2 separate regions of the Arachis hypogaea genome follow, and region 1 is linked to region 2. A link is a contact called in public Hi-C data. All regions are on one chromosome and are shown on one strand. The core of a region is the stretch at or near the end of the contact, and the rest is flanking DNA. Distances in the headings are between cores, read along the strand shown.

Evidence for each region. A called contact is a pair of places that touch in the nucleus more often than the background predicts.
Region 1: a Hi-C map of leaf shows a contact between it and region 2, with 1.9 times the contacts expected there. The contact joins the promoter of LOC112783355 here to the enhancer-like site in region 2. A contact is called at or near these places in 3 of 8 Hi-C or Micro-C datasets (leaf and an unstated tissue).

The regions. Positions count from the first base shown.
Region 1 is chr20:46,494,567-46,500,895 of arahy.Tifrunner.gnm2.J5K5, reverse strand. It overlaps LOC112783355 (transcription factor HHO2), which reads right to left and starts at 1,299. Exons shown (of 5, transcript XM_025826279.3): 1 at 644-1,299; 2 at 217-548; 3 at 1-117. The coding sequence starts at 896.
Region 2 is chr20:46,305,675-46,311,793 of arahy.Tifrunner.gnm2.J5K5, reverse strand. No RefSeq gene overlaps it. Among protein-coding and RNA genes, the nearest start is that of LOC112783996, 15 kb to the right of the region's middle. Within about 2 kb of position 3,478, at least 2 of the 3 cell types and tissues checked have open chromatin away from gene starts, as enhancers often do.

The DNA of each region.
Region 1 (6,329 bases), core at 50-2,549, 190 kb before region 2:
AGTGACCGGCACTGAACAAGAAGTGTATGAAGTAAAAGGCATAAACCCTCTTCCTCCATTATTTCTAACATTGCTATGAGATTGAAAAGGATTCTCAACCACAAATTCCTGATTCTTCTGTTAACACAACACAAACAACTCTATGTTAAGATCACTCACTAGGCCTAAAAAAACAGTGTGCGTGAATTTTAAGTTATTTTATTACTGTTTATTTACCTTTGTTCCGAATTTATGATGATGATTTTGGTGATGGTGTTTGTGATTATTATCAAAGGCATTATTATTATTATTATTGTTAAGTGTGGTTGAAGAAGAAGCGTTCCAGAGCTGAACGGAACTCATCCAACTCATCTTATCTCTGCATTCTTTCTCCTGCCGAATATTGTTATTGTTGTTGTTATTATCATTATTATTATTATTATTATGTTCTTCATCGTCTTCGCTATGATCGAACTCTCTCTTCAAAGGAATGAACACTTCCAGCACTGGCTCAGATTTACGCTCACCTTCACTGCATTTCTCCAATTCCTCTTTCAGTGCCACAATTGCTGCAACCAAACAAAGAAAGAAATAAACAAACAAATGAATAATATGAAAAGCCTGACAAAGAAAGAGGAGAATCGAAGGAGGAAAGAGGAAGAACCGTCGCTGAGGAGGAGCATGGAGAGAGGAAGCTCGCGCTTGAAGGCGTGGATCTTGTTGTATTCGTCTTCCAAGTGAGAGAGGAAATCGTTGATCCTGGATTGCTTCTCAGATGCGGTGATTCCCGTGGTTGAAAGCGCGGAGAGGAAATCAGTTATGGTTTTGGGAATGAAACTTGGTGTTGACGGTGGTGGTGGGGGTGGTGGCGTTGGTGGTCTAATGTCTAAGCTCAGTTCTGCAGGAACCGAACCCATTCTAATTCGATCTTCTTCTTCTTCTTCTTCTTCTCTGTTTGCGGTTGGAATTCAATTCAGATCGTTTAATTGATGAGAGTTTCAGAGACAGGGAAAGAAAGGGAAATGGCGAGCGAGGAGAAGTTGGGGAAATGGGAATGGAATAAATATTGAATGACTCTGTGTGTTTTTTGTGTTATTCTGCGACAGATTATTCTTCTTCTTATTTTATTATTATTATTAATTATTAATAAATAATAATTATGTTATGTGATTGTGAATGTGAATGTGAATTTTATATATATACTAATGAAATAATACTTTTATTTTGATAAAGAAAAAGGAGTAAGTGGGTTGGATTGGAAGGAAGGCAAATTTTCAGAAACGCGAAGATTCTGCGCAAACAAGAAACAATGAAAGAGAAAGAGAAAAGGAAAGCATCCACGGAGGTTTATTCTTATTTTTTTATTTTTTTTAAATAAAAAAGAAAAAGTCACTTTCGGGTCCTCGCGTATTTCATCCTATTGATCACTGTTCCCACTCTCTAAACCTCATTCATATTGTTTTTTTTTTTTTTTCCATTACTTACTGTTTTCTTATTCATGCATTATTTGACTAAACTACTCGTGTTAAGAATCAGGGAGCTTATCTTGTCACTCTAATCAAATTCTACTTAATTACTGGGGTTATATTTGTAATGAAGTAATATTCTGGATAATTAATGTACGGGTACTTTGACTAGTACTATTCTTACTTGATTTTATTAAATAACTAATATAAATTACAGTAAGAGAATTTATAGGAGTATATATATTTCCTATGAAGACTAATTTCAGAGAAATTACTTTTGGCATGATTTTGACTTATGATTTTGTTTCTCACATCTTGCACTTAAATTTTGCCACAATAATAATGCTGCTTCATGCATCTGTCAGTTTTGACTATGAGCTGCCTACTATCTATAAACCATTACGACCAAGCTGAGTAGAATTGTAAATATGGCAATTTTCTAGTTTTGGTTAATTTTTAATTAAATAAACTGTGTAAAAGACTTATTCTACTCAAAGTTATAGATTATTGAAGGAAAAACGAAGGTTTTTTTTTCCAATTCTTATAGATACTGTAAATTTGAGTTTTGTTCTTAATATTTTTTTAGCCAAAGTACCGAAAATAGACCGAGTATTAAATCAATAGAATTAGAAATTTAAAAATTTTAGTATTTATATATAATAAAATAATATATTTATGTATAAAATATATTTTTTAAAAAATATTTTTTTTATTATTTTAAATCGATTAAGTGTTAAAATTATATCGGTTCAGTTGGTTAATCAATTTTTTTTATCATTTTGACCAATTCGGTATCAACTGATTTTTTACCTAACTCAAACCAGTTTAATAATTAGTTATCGATTAATCCGATTAAATTAACCATGCTTTTTGCTTCTTTTAATTTTTTTTTATTTTGATTTATTTTCCAACATTCGAATAATCAATGCTCTCCAGTAAAGTTAAAATTCATTGTGATATATATAGTTTCATCATATATGCCAATTATATTTAGTTTAGTCTATGAAATTTGTTTTAAAAACTTTCAAATTATTATCACGTAAAGATTTAGATTTAGACCAAATAATTTAAATTAAATCATATAAAAAATTAATTTTTATTATAAAATTGTCTTTTTAAATTTCATTTTTAGAAGATTAGAGTTAGAAGGTTAGATTTAGAATTTATAATTAAAGTTTAGAATTAGAAATATATATATATAGCTCCTATTTGTTAGAAAATTTTAGATTCCTTTTAATTGAACTCTTCTTCAAAAGAGTAGTCTTTAACAAAAAAATATTCCTTCTAAAAAACAACGTGAAATTTACAAATTTTAAGGAGTCAATAAAAAATACGAAAGAAAAAATATTATTTTTTTATCACAATTTTATTAGTTTGATTAGAGTAGTTCAAATATATGTATAATAAAGTGGATTATACTCGAAATATATCAGCCTCTATCTAGCAACTTTCACTGCAACATTGTATGCAGAAACATTGCATCTACAAAAACATCCACTATAATCACGACCATCTGGAGAGTTAATACTCAATAATAGCAATATTAGGAAGCAATAATCCAGATTATTGGGGTCTGGGGACGTTCTACACTTTGGGATTGAAAAATGTGACTTTATTAAAATATTTCATGAAAATATTGTGAAGTAGATAGATAATAAAAATAAAAGTAAATGGGAGGAAAATTTTTAAAGAAATAATTTCTCTACTATAAAGCCCTATTTCCAAAATATTGCTATACAAGGTTAAGAGATCATTCGGGTTATGCGAAAAATAAAAAAGATGTGTGATAGATGAGAAAAATGATGCTAGGTAAATACGGTGGCAAAGTCAGGACTCAATATATATAAGAAGTAATCACTTATATAATGAGTTATTATAATTTTTGCACTAGTTGTGATACGTGCTTCAAATGTTCGTGATATGAAGAGTTCAAGTGTTATTTAGAAGATATTATTTTACATTTTTAGAATGTTTTATTTTAATTTGATGTATTTTAATTTTGTTTATATAATTACTAGATTGGACCTTATGTTTATAGGCTTTAAGGTTTTCTTTGTTTTAACCTAATAAGAGGTTATAAATACCTCCTTAGCTATTGTAGTCGTAGCATAGAATGATTTAGAAGTTCAAAACCCCTTTTTAGTTTTGTGATGAAACCATGGTGTGGACAATTGAGGTTGAGAAGTCTCTCTTTTGTTACATCGAGAATTGGGTAGAAGGTTGAGGAGTCCCTTCGATTCAATTCCCAAATTATGGCGTTGACAAGTTAGGTTGAGGAGTCCCTTTCTTGTTACGTTAAGAAATTGGGTAGAAAGTAGAATGATTCTCGTTGTACTCAATTTCAATTTATTTTTTTTATTTTTATTTCAATTCCAATGTATTCTTTTTATTCAGTTTGAATCCTTATCTTTTTGTTTATCCTTTTATTTCTTTATCAAGTTGGGTCAACATCTAACACAAACAAAAGAATAGAAGAATCCTTAAATACTATTTGATAAGCTTGCTTCTTTAAACTTGTTGGTTGAAATATTCTATTTTCGAAAAATATTGAGCTTGGAGAGTAATAAATTTCTATTTCAAAGAATGTAAAGTAATAGCTAGTTGATATATTTAGTCAAGGAGCTGGTCAATGTGCTTAATCGAAGAATTCAAGTTTTGAAATGGTTACTTATATTAGTCAAAAGGAGTAGGAACGGTTACTCATGAATTAATATACATGAATTAATATACATGGAAGTTACATTTCAATCTGATTGGTTAAAGGTTCTTATAAATAGGAGAAGATTCGAAGGAACAAGGGTTGTAACTTTACTTTAGAAAAACACTCAAGCACACTCATATTCCAGCGACTTACTGAGTCTGTGTTCAAGTTACTTTTTTGTAGGGTTCCTTCCATATTTTTAATTTTCATATACATTTTTCAGTAACATTTTATTTTTCTTGCAAATTTACCTTTTCAGCAATGTTTAATTTCCTTGTTCAATTTAACCTTTTAGCACTTTGTTTTTGAATTGGAAATCCTTTGATCTTATTGAAGGCGATTTACTACTTTATTTAAATTCAATGCAATTTCTTTCATTTCCAGTCAATTTATTTTCAAAGTCTATTTTTATCTATCTTTCAGATTTCCTTTTATTTTGTTTCATCGAAAAGGTTCTTTGATGCACTTTAGAAAAATGGTACTCATAAAAGAGTAGGTTTCACTCCCAAACCACTAGATATCAAACCACTTTCGATTTGCTAAAAATCGACAAAATAAATTGGAACGCCTAGTGGGACAGTTTTAAAACTTAATTATGTCAAATGATTTTTATGTTGCCATAGTGTATGCGATTGAAAAGTGAAAGAATTGTACACATGGCAGATGAGGTTTCGAATGTTAATGGTGGTTCATCTACAAGTGACAGTGTGCCAGTAATTGCACAGTCTTCAGCGGATGTCATTTCACATCCAGAAGGGAATATGGTGAATGAAAGTGTAGTGGTTACTGATGAGAAAACTTTTGCGTGGTCTAGAAATTTGTGGATAAATCCTCGTTGCATGTATAGTTTCTAAACCTTCAAAAGTCCTTTCATACAAATGTTTTGGTTGTCACAAGTAACAAACCCCTTTGAAATTGATAACCGAGTATTTAAACCTCGGGTCGTCTTCTCAAGGAATTGCAGGGAGGTGTTCTTATTATTGGTTATGCAAAGGTATGTTTTGGGGTTTTGGATCAAGGTAAAAAGTAAGAATAGCAATGGCAGAGGAAATAAAATAATAATAATAAAAATAAACTCTTGGCAAGATATTAGAACTGGAAGTCCTATCCTAGTTATCCTTATCAATTGTGATGAGAATTGGATTTTTCTCCCACTTTGTTAACCTCTGACTATGAAGGTAAGTTAAGTGGACGAATTAATTTGAATCCTCAAGTCCTAGTCTTTCCTTGGGAAAGGCTAGAGTTATTGGAACTCGAATTAATTCTTGAAGAATTCCAATTTTCAATCAACAATGAGTTTGATAACTCAAGAGTCGCCAATTAATCAACCAAAGCCAAAAGGGAAAAATCTAAATTATTTATATAAATAAAAGAAAGCAATCATAAATCTGAAATACCTCAAATAATATTAATTAAGAAAATCATAACTTGAATGTAGCATAAGCCAAATAGGCAACATAACTAACATAAGCATTAAAATATTTGAAAGTAAGAGATAAATATAAAGTAAAAGAACATTGAACCTGGGATTGAGAGTCACTCCTAAAACTAAGAGAAGTCCTAAATCCTAATCCTAAGAGAGAGGAGAGAACATCTCTCTCTAAAAACTACATCTACTCCTAAAATTGTAAATATGAAAGCCTCCCTATGAATGGATACATTCCCCCACTTTATAGCCTCTAATCTGTGTTTTCTGGGCCGCAAACTGGGTCGGAAACAGCCCAGAATTCGCTGCTTGCGAATTCAAACACGCTGAATTTTCGTCACTGCGACGCGGCCGCATGGAGCATGCGGTCGCGTCGCCTAGCATCAGAGAAACTATGGCATATTATATATCAAATCGAAGACCTAGACGTTAGCTTTCCAACGCAACTGGTACCGCGTCGTTTGGACCTCTGTAGCTAAAGTTATAGTCGTTTGAGTGCGAAGAGGTCAGGCTGGACAGCTTAGCAGTTTCTCCAACTTCTTGTATTCCTTCCACTTTTGCATGCTTCCTTTCCATCCTCTGAGCCATTCCTGCCCTGTAATCTCTGAAAACACTTAACACACATATCAAGGCATCTAATGGTAATAATAGAGGATTAATAATAAGCAAATATAAGATCAAAGAAGCATGTTTTCAATCATAGCACAAAATCAGGAAGGAAAACGTAAAACCATGCAAATAGTATGAATAAGTGGGT
Region 2 (6,119 bases), core at 2,229-4,728:
TGATAGTTACTCTAATCAAGATTTTATAATTGTCTTTATATAAATTTTTTTTTATTCTTAGATGATAAATTGTAAAATTAAATTTTTGATATATTATAAAAATATTATTTTTATTTAAAATGTGGCCAAATAAATAAATTATAATTTTATACAAAATATTTTTATAAAAAAATATTTTCGACATCTTCATTTAAATAACTCCCTTTGCATTATGACTTTCATAGGTAATAGGAAGAAGAATCATCACTCTCCACATATAGATCTCTTTTATTTGCTTCACAACAAATTCATTCTAACCATTATAATTAATTTACAGACCCAAAGCATTAAACTAAAATCAATTGCATGCTGCAGGCGTTTCCACGCAGCATTATTATTATTATTAAAATAACATCAAAAGTATACATTACTCAAATTAAAAAAATAAGAATCACATATAAATCTATAAAAATTTAAAAAAATAATAAAATTAACTAAATATTAAATATATTCTAAAAAAATTTTACAATCGAATTTGAAGGAAATCTGGTGATTCGAAAAGATGAGAGTAGAAAAAAGAAAAAAGTGAGACACGATTCCAATATGATTCTTGAATAATGATGAACTTCGAGTTCAACAATTTCACTTATTACACTATATATACACATGAGTACTCTAAATATCGTCTAATTAATTATTGCTGACTGCACAGTCTCTAACTAACTCACCAACTAATTCACTAACTAATAAACTAATTGTTGTTAATTTACATGCCAAGCTATCAACCCTTTGCTAAGCTACAGCTACTATATGCTATTAATAATACTTCAACACCCTCCTCAAGTTAAGGTTATTGCAACAAAACAACATTTTTTTAATATTTGGTGATCATTTTAACCGCTGCTAAATTTTTACGCGATAATTAGTCATTGATTTGAGTGGCATAGTGACAATTTTGGACTATTGTTGGTAAAGAGCTTTGCTAAATTGTTTGTGACTTCGAAAGTAAAAAATTGTCACTAATTTATAATACTTGTTTAAGCATTTTATGCTATATATAGCGATGGTATGAAATCGTCACTAAATTTCTAAATTTTGTGATAGTTATTTTTCTTATATTTCGTGACTGTTTAAAAGTGTCATAACATATTCAGTGACGGTATGAAACCATCACTAAGTTACTTATTCTTGCGATAATTTTTTCCTATACTTAGTGACTTTTTATACCATTACAATATATCTAATGGCAGTTTGAAACTGTCATAAAGTTTTAATTTGTGCGACATCTTTTTCCTTTATTTAGTGACGGTTCTAAACCATTGCAATATCTTTAGAGTTAGATTTATCATTTTTAAATACTTGTTCTCGGTTAAACTGCCACTATCTTTCTAAAACACTTTATTATACCTTTAATGCTCAATATCAAGAACACAGTAAAAAAATTCAAGAACCATATTAATTCACTATCAAATAATCTCGTAGAAGCTAGCATTTATTTTACATTAATCAAATAACATAATTCAAATAATTTTAGTCCATCCAAAATATATGTAAAAGCTAATTTATCACCTAATCACATAATACAACACCTGAATTTAAAGATTAATCAATTAAGACATAAATCTAAACCCTCAACATAATTGCCTAACAGCATAGACTTTTGTGACAATGATTGAATTTTAGCAGGATTGTGCCTCGACTTATTCCACTCTTCCAATTTACCGCTGACACTAGCCATTAAATCATGTACAAGAATACCTTAAGCTGAGATATGCTTTTGCAGCTCAATCAATTCATGCTTCACTTCTACAACCTCCTCACATATCCTACAAAATCAATAATAAAGGGAAAATGTCTTATACCCCAAAAAGTATGTTCGTACTCAATTAAAATAGTTATTAAAATATTCTTACAAAAGTTTGAATCAAATACACAAAATATTTATTAAATGCAATTTTTTTTTGTATATTTTGTTTAAGATTTATCTATGATTTATTTTTTTTTTAAGGTTTTTTTTTATCAATGACATAAGCTTTCAGTACTATTCTAGTCATTAATTAAAAATGTAATGAAATAAAATCTACATCTGTACAAGAAACTTAATCAGTGGAATGGAAAAGAAGAGTGGAGATTGGGAGAACATTATGACAAGAGCTAAAAACTATTGCGTGAGGTCTCTGTGGCACTAATATTAGAGTCAGAGAAGCAATCCTTTTTTATTCGAAAGATCTATCTTGTCTGTGACACCTTAAGTAGGATCGCGAAGTACACTAAGAAAATAGGTCGGATAATAAATTTGAGACCGCTATAATAAAAATATCCACCTAACTCACACCACTTAATTAATGGATTTTGGTAGGTGAGACGAGTTTGTCTGGCGGACTTATCATTCTATATTTTTTAATTTTGACAAAAAATTACCTAGTCTCATATTAATTTTATTTTGGACAATGTTGGCTTCATTATTTTATTTCAAAAAATTTAATTAATGATTATGTTTATTAGATATTTAGAATTATAAAGACTTTAATATTTGTGAATTTAAAAATTATAATTTTTTATAATTAGGTTTAATTATAATTTCAAAAAACTTAGTTTGATAATTATATTTATTTTGGATAGTATTTTTTTATTGAAATGTTTGTAAAATTATATATTTTTTAATAGTTAACAGTTTAATAATTCTTTAAAAAAAATTGACAGATTTAGCCCGCCAATCCGTCATTAAACGAGGAGAGATAAAAATTTAGAATTCTCTTACTTAATAAAGCGGGACGGGCTTTTGGTAGGACGGGATTAGATAGTCTACCTGCCACCTTTAACTCTATCCTACAGTTTTAATATAGAACTATTAAAATAAAACACACATATAAAAAATAATATAATATTTGAAAATTATGCAAAATTTTACAAGTAAATAGAATTACTTTTAAATAGTAATTAAATTAAGTGAATCATTAAAAATAGGAAACTAGATACTCACAATTTTAGATGTTTTAAAATTTGATAGACAAATTGAACTAGAGAATTTTTTTTTATTTTAAAAATATTTGAATAATTCAATAATATTATACGTACATTAAATATTCTTGATATTTATATAAAAATAGATTTATTATTAATTAATTTTTTATTTATAATATTTTTAATTAATAAAACAAAAAATGCATATTAATTATTAAAAAGTATTGATATTTAAATACAAAATATTATATATATATATTAAAATTAATTATTATAAATTTTAAGTAAAAATAGAGAGAAGAAAAAGAGAAAGGAATGAAGGATGAGAGAGAGAGAGAATAAGGTGACGGTGGCGAATGATGAGAGAGGTAAGTCAGAAGAGAAAAGGGGATTCGGTTCGCCGCATATCAAACGGCGGTGAGCAAAAAGGGACCACCACCTTCCATTTTAAATTAAATAAGATTCTCATTCTTAATCTTAATAGCTCAACAATGTCTCGTCCAGTACCTAATTTTGTCCTTTTCTTTTTCTCTTAACCTCATCCTAATACCATCGCCCCCTTCCTCCCCTTGGCTTCTTTCATAGTGTATTTTAGGATTATTTTTTTTTGTATTATTCTATAATAAACTTATTTTACAGTTTACACATTTTTAACTGCATATACAATTAGATTTATGATATAAAAAAAGATAATTTATTCTCTAATTTTCAAAGAATATCAAAGTAGTTATTTTATTAATTTTTTTTCCCAATAAACAGTTTTAAAAATATTAATTTTCAGACATCACTCATATATACGCTACAAAAAAAAATTTAGAATAAAGTATTATTTTTATCTCCAATATTTCAATCGTCTTATTTAAGTTCCTAGCGTTTCAAAATTGACTCAACGTTGTCCTGCCGCTAGGGATCCGTTAATAGAATTGACGACGGGACAAAATTGAGACGATTTTGAAACGTTAGGGACTTAAATAGAACGAAAACGTTAGGGACAAAAACGATACATAAAAATATAATTTTATCTTTCAATAATATTAATTTTTTACTATACATAGTATTCAATTATTTTTTAATTACATCTAAATAAATTACACTTAATCACATTATTTTTATTTTAAATAAATTTAGTTTTTTATATTTTTAAAGAATTTTGATAAATTAGAGACAAAAAGAATAATTTATATTTTATTGTATATATACTAGTCATTCTACAAATATTTCATGATAACTAAAAATCTTTAAGAGTAAATTTATAAAAAAAATTAATTTATTTAAAATGAAAGTAATATGATTAAGTGTAATTTATTTAGATGTGATTAAAAAATAATTGAATACTATGTATAGTAAAAAATTGATATTATTGAAGGATAAAATTAAAATTTATTTCTATGTATCATTTTTGTCCCTAACGTTTTCGTCCTATTTAAGTCCTTAACGTTTCAAAATCGTCTCAATTTTGTCCCACCGTCAATTCTGTTAACGGCTCCCTAACGGCAGGACAACATTGAGTCAGTTTTGAAACGTTAGGGACTTAAATGAGACGATTGAAACGTTAGGGGACAAAAACAATACTTTACTCAAGAATTTAAAATAACATTTATATTAGAGTATGACATTTTTTATTGTCTCTGTAATTAACTTGTATTTAATGGCGGTTCTGATGATTATGGCAGTTTTAAACCAAAAAAAGCATATTACCAGATTTTATCAAATTTTTTTGTAGAAAGAAAATGAGGCTTATTACTTGTGAATTATATTATTATTCGCTAGTACTATTATGTATTTTTTTAAGTGTAAATCAAATAACTGATGTTGCAATAATACAATGTAAACTTTGTCAAAAACAATCTACTAAAGTAAAATAAAATACTTAAACAAGCATTCCTTTTGTTTGATTGACTTGTAGAGATGTATTTGATAGTCTCCTTATAGGGGAAGGGAGTGAGTATGCGTGTTAAATTGGAGATGACCTTATGAAACATTATTATTATGGTAACCCTTTTTCTTCAACATACGGCAGAAAATGCAACCCACATGTTGAATCCTAAGTTGATAAAATCATGAACGGTCTTAATTATCAAATGGGGTGGCATTACATGCATTTTCTGCCAACCACATTCACATGAGCTCTAAATTAAGCTCAATGTTTGACAATTATACACATCTTCAAAGCATAGAAGCATTCCACGACCCAAGAAAAAAGGGCAAGAAAGTATGGTGCTATGAGTACTTTTTATATGGACCATCAATTAACCCCTAAAGCCGTAGTTTTGGTATCTTTGATATTTATAGGTGGTGCTAGTTATAAATATTTGCACCTAAATACAGTGGTGGACGATATTAATTCAAAGTTCAATACATTGCATATGCAAAAATACAAATATTTTATACAAATATTTTATAACAAGTTCATATATGATATATCTATTCGTTCAAAATAATTTGGCACATACATTCAATTCAACTGTATTGTTTCATAAAGAATTAGAAAAAAAAAAATGACACTAGTATAAGTTTAAATAAACATCACATTATTAATTTTTTTTTCACCGAAATAACATTATATAAAAGTCACTGTTGGGTAAGAAAATTATACGTTCTAAATCATAAAATTTCACATCAATACATAATCATTTGATATATATTTTTTATAAATAAAAATTGTTAAAAAATAGTACTAGATGAATAAGTTATTGATCAATCAAGCTTCTAACCAAGTGTCCTAAAAGAGTCGAAAAAGTCAAAGTTCTTTTTTTTTCTATTTTATAATAGGTTTAATTATTTTCTTACTCTTTATAATTTTACCAAGTTTGTAATTAAGTTTTTATAATTTTTTTTTTAATTGGGTCTCTTTGTTGTTTTTAATTTTATAATGAGGTCTTTTTTAGTGTAAAAAAAATTAGAGTTAACTAAATATTTTTTCGCAAATTAAAGATATCCACAATTAAGAATATAATTAGATCTTTAACCACGTATTTTTGGAAGAATATTTCGTTAATTTTAACATTTTCAAAATGAAGAGGATCTAATTATAAAATTAAAAGCAATATAAAGACCCAATTAAAAAAATATAAAAATCTAATTACAAATTTGGTAAAACTATAGAAACCAACAGAGTAATTTTAAACATTGAGTAAAGTATCGTTTTTGTCCCTAACGTTTGGGATAGATCTCAA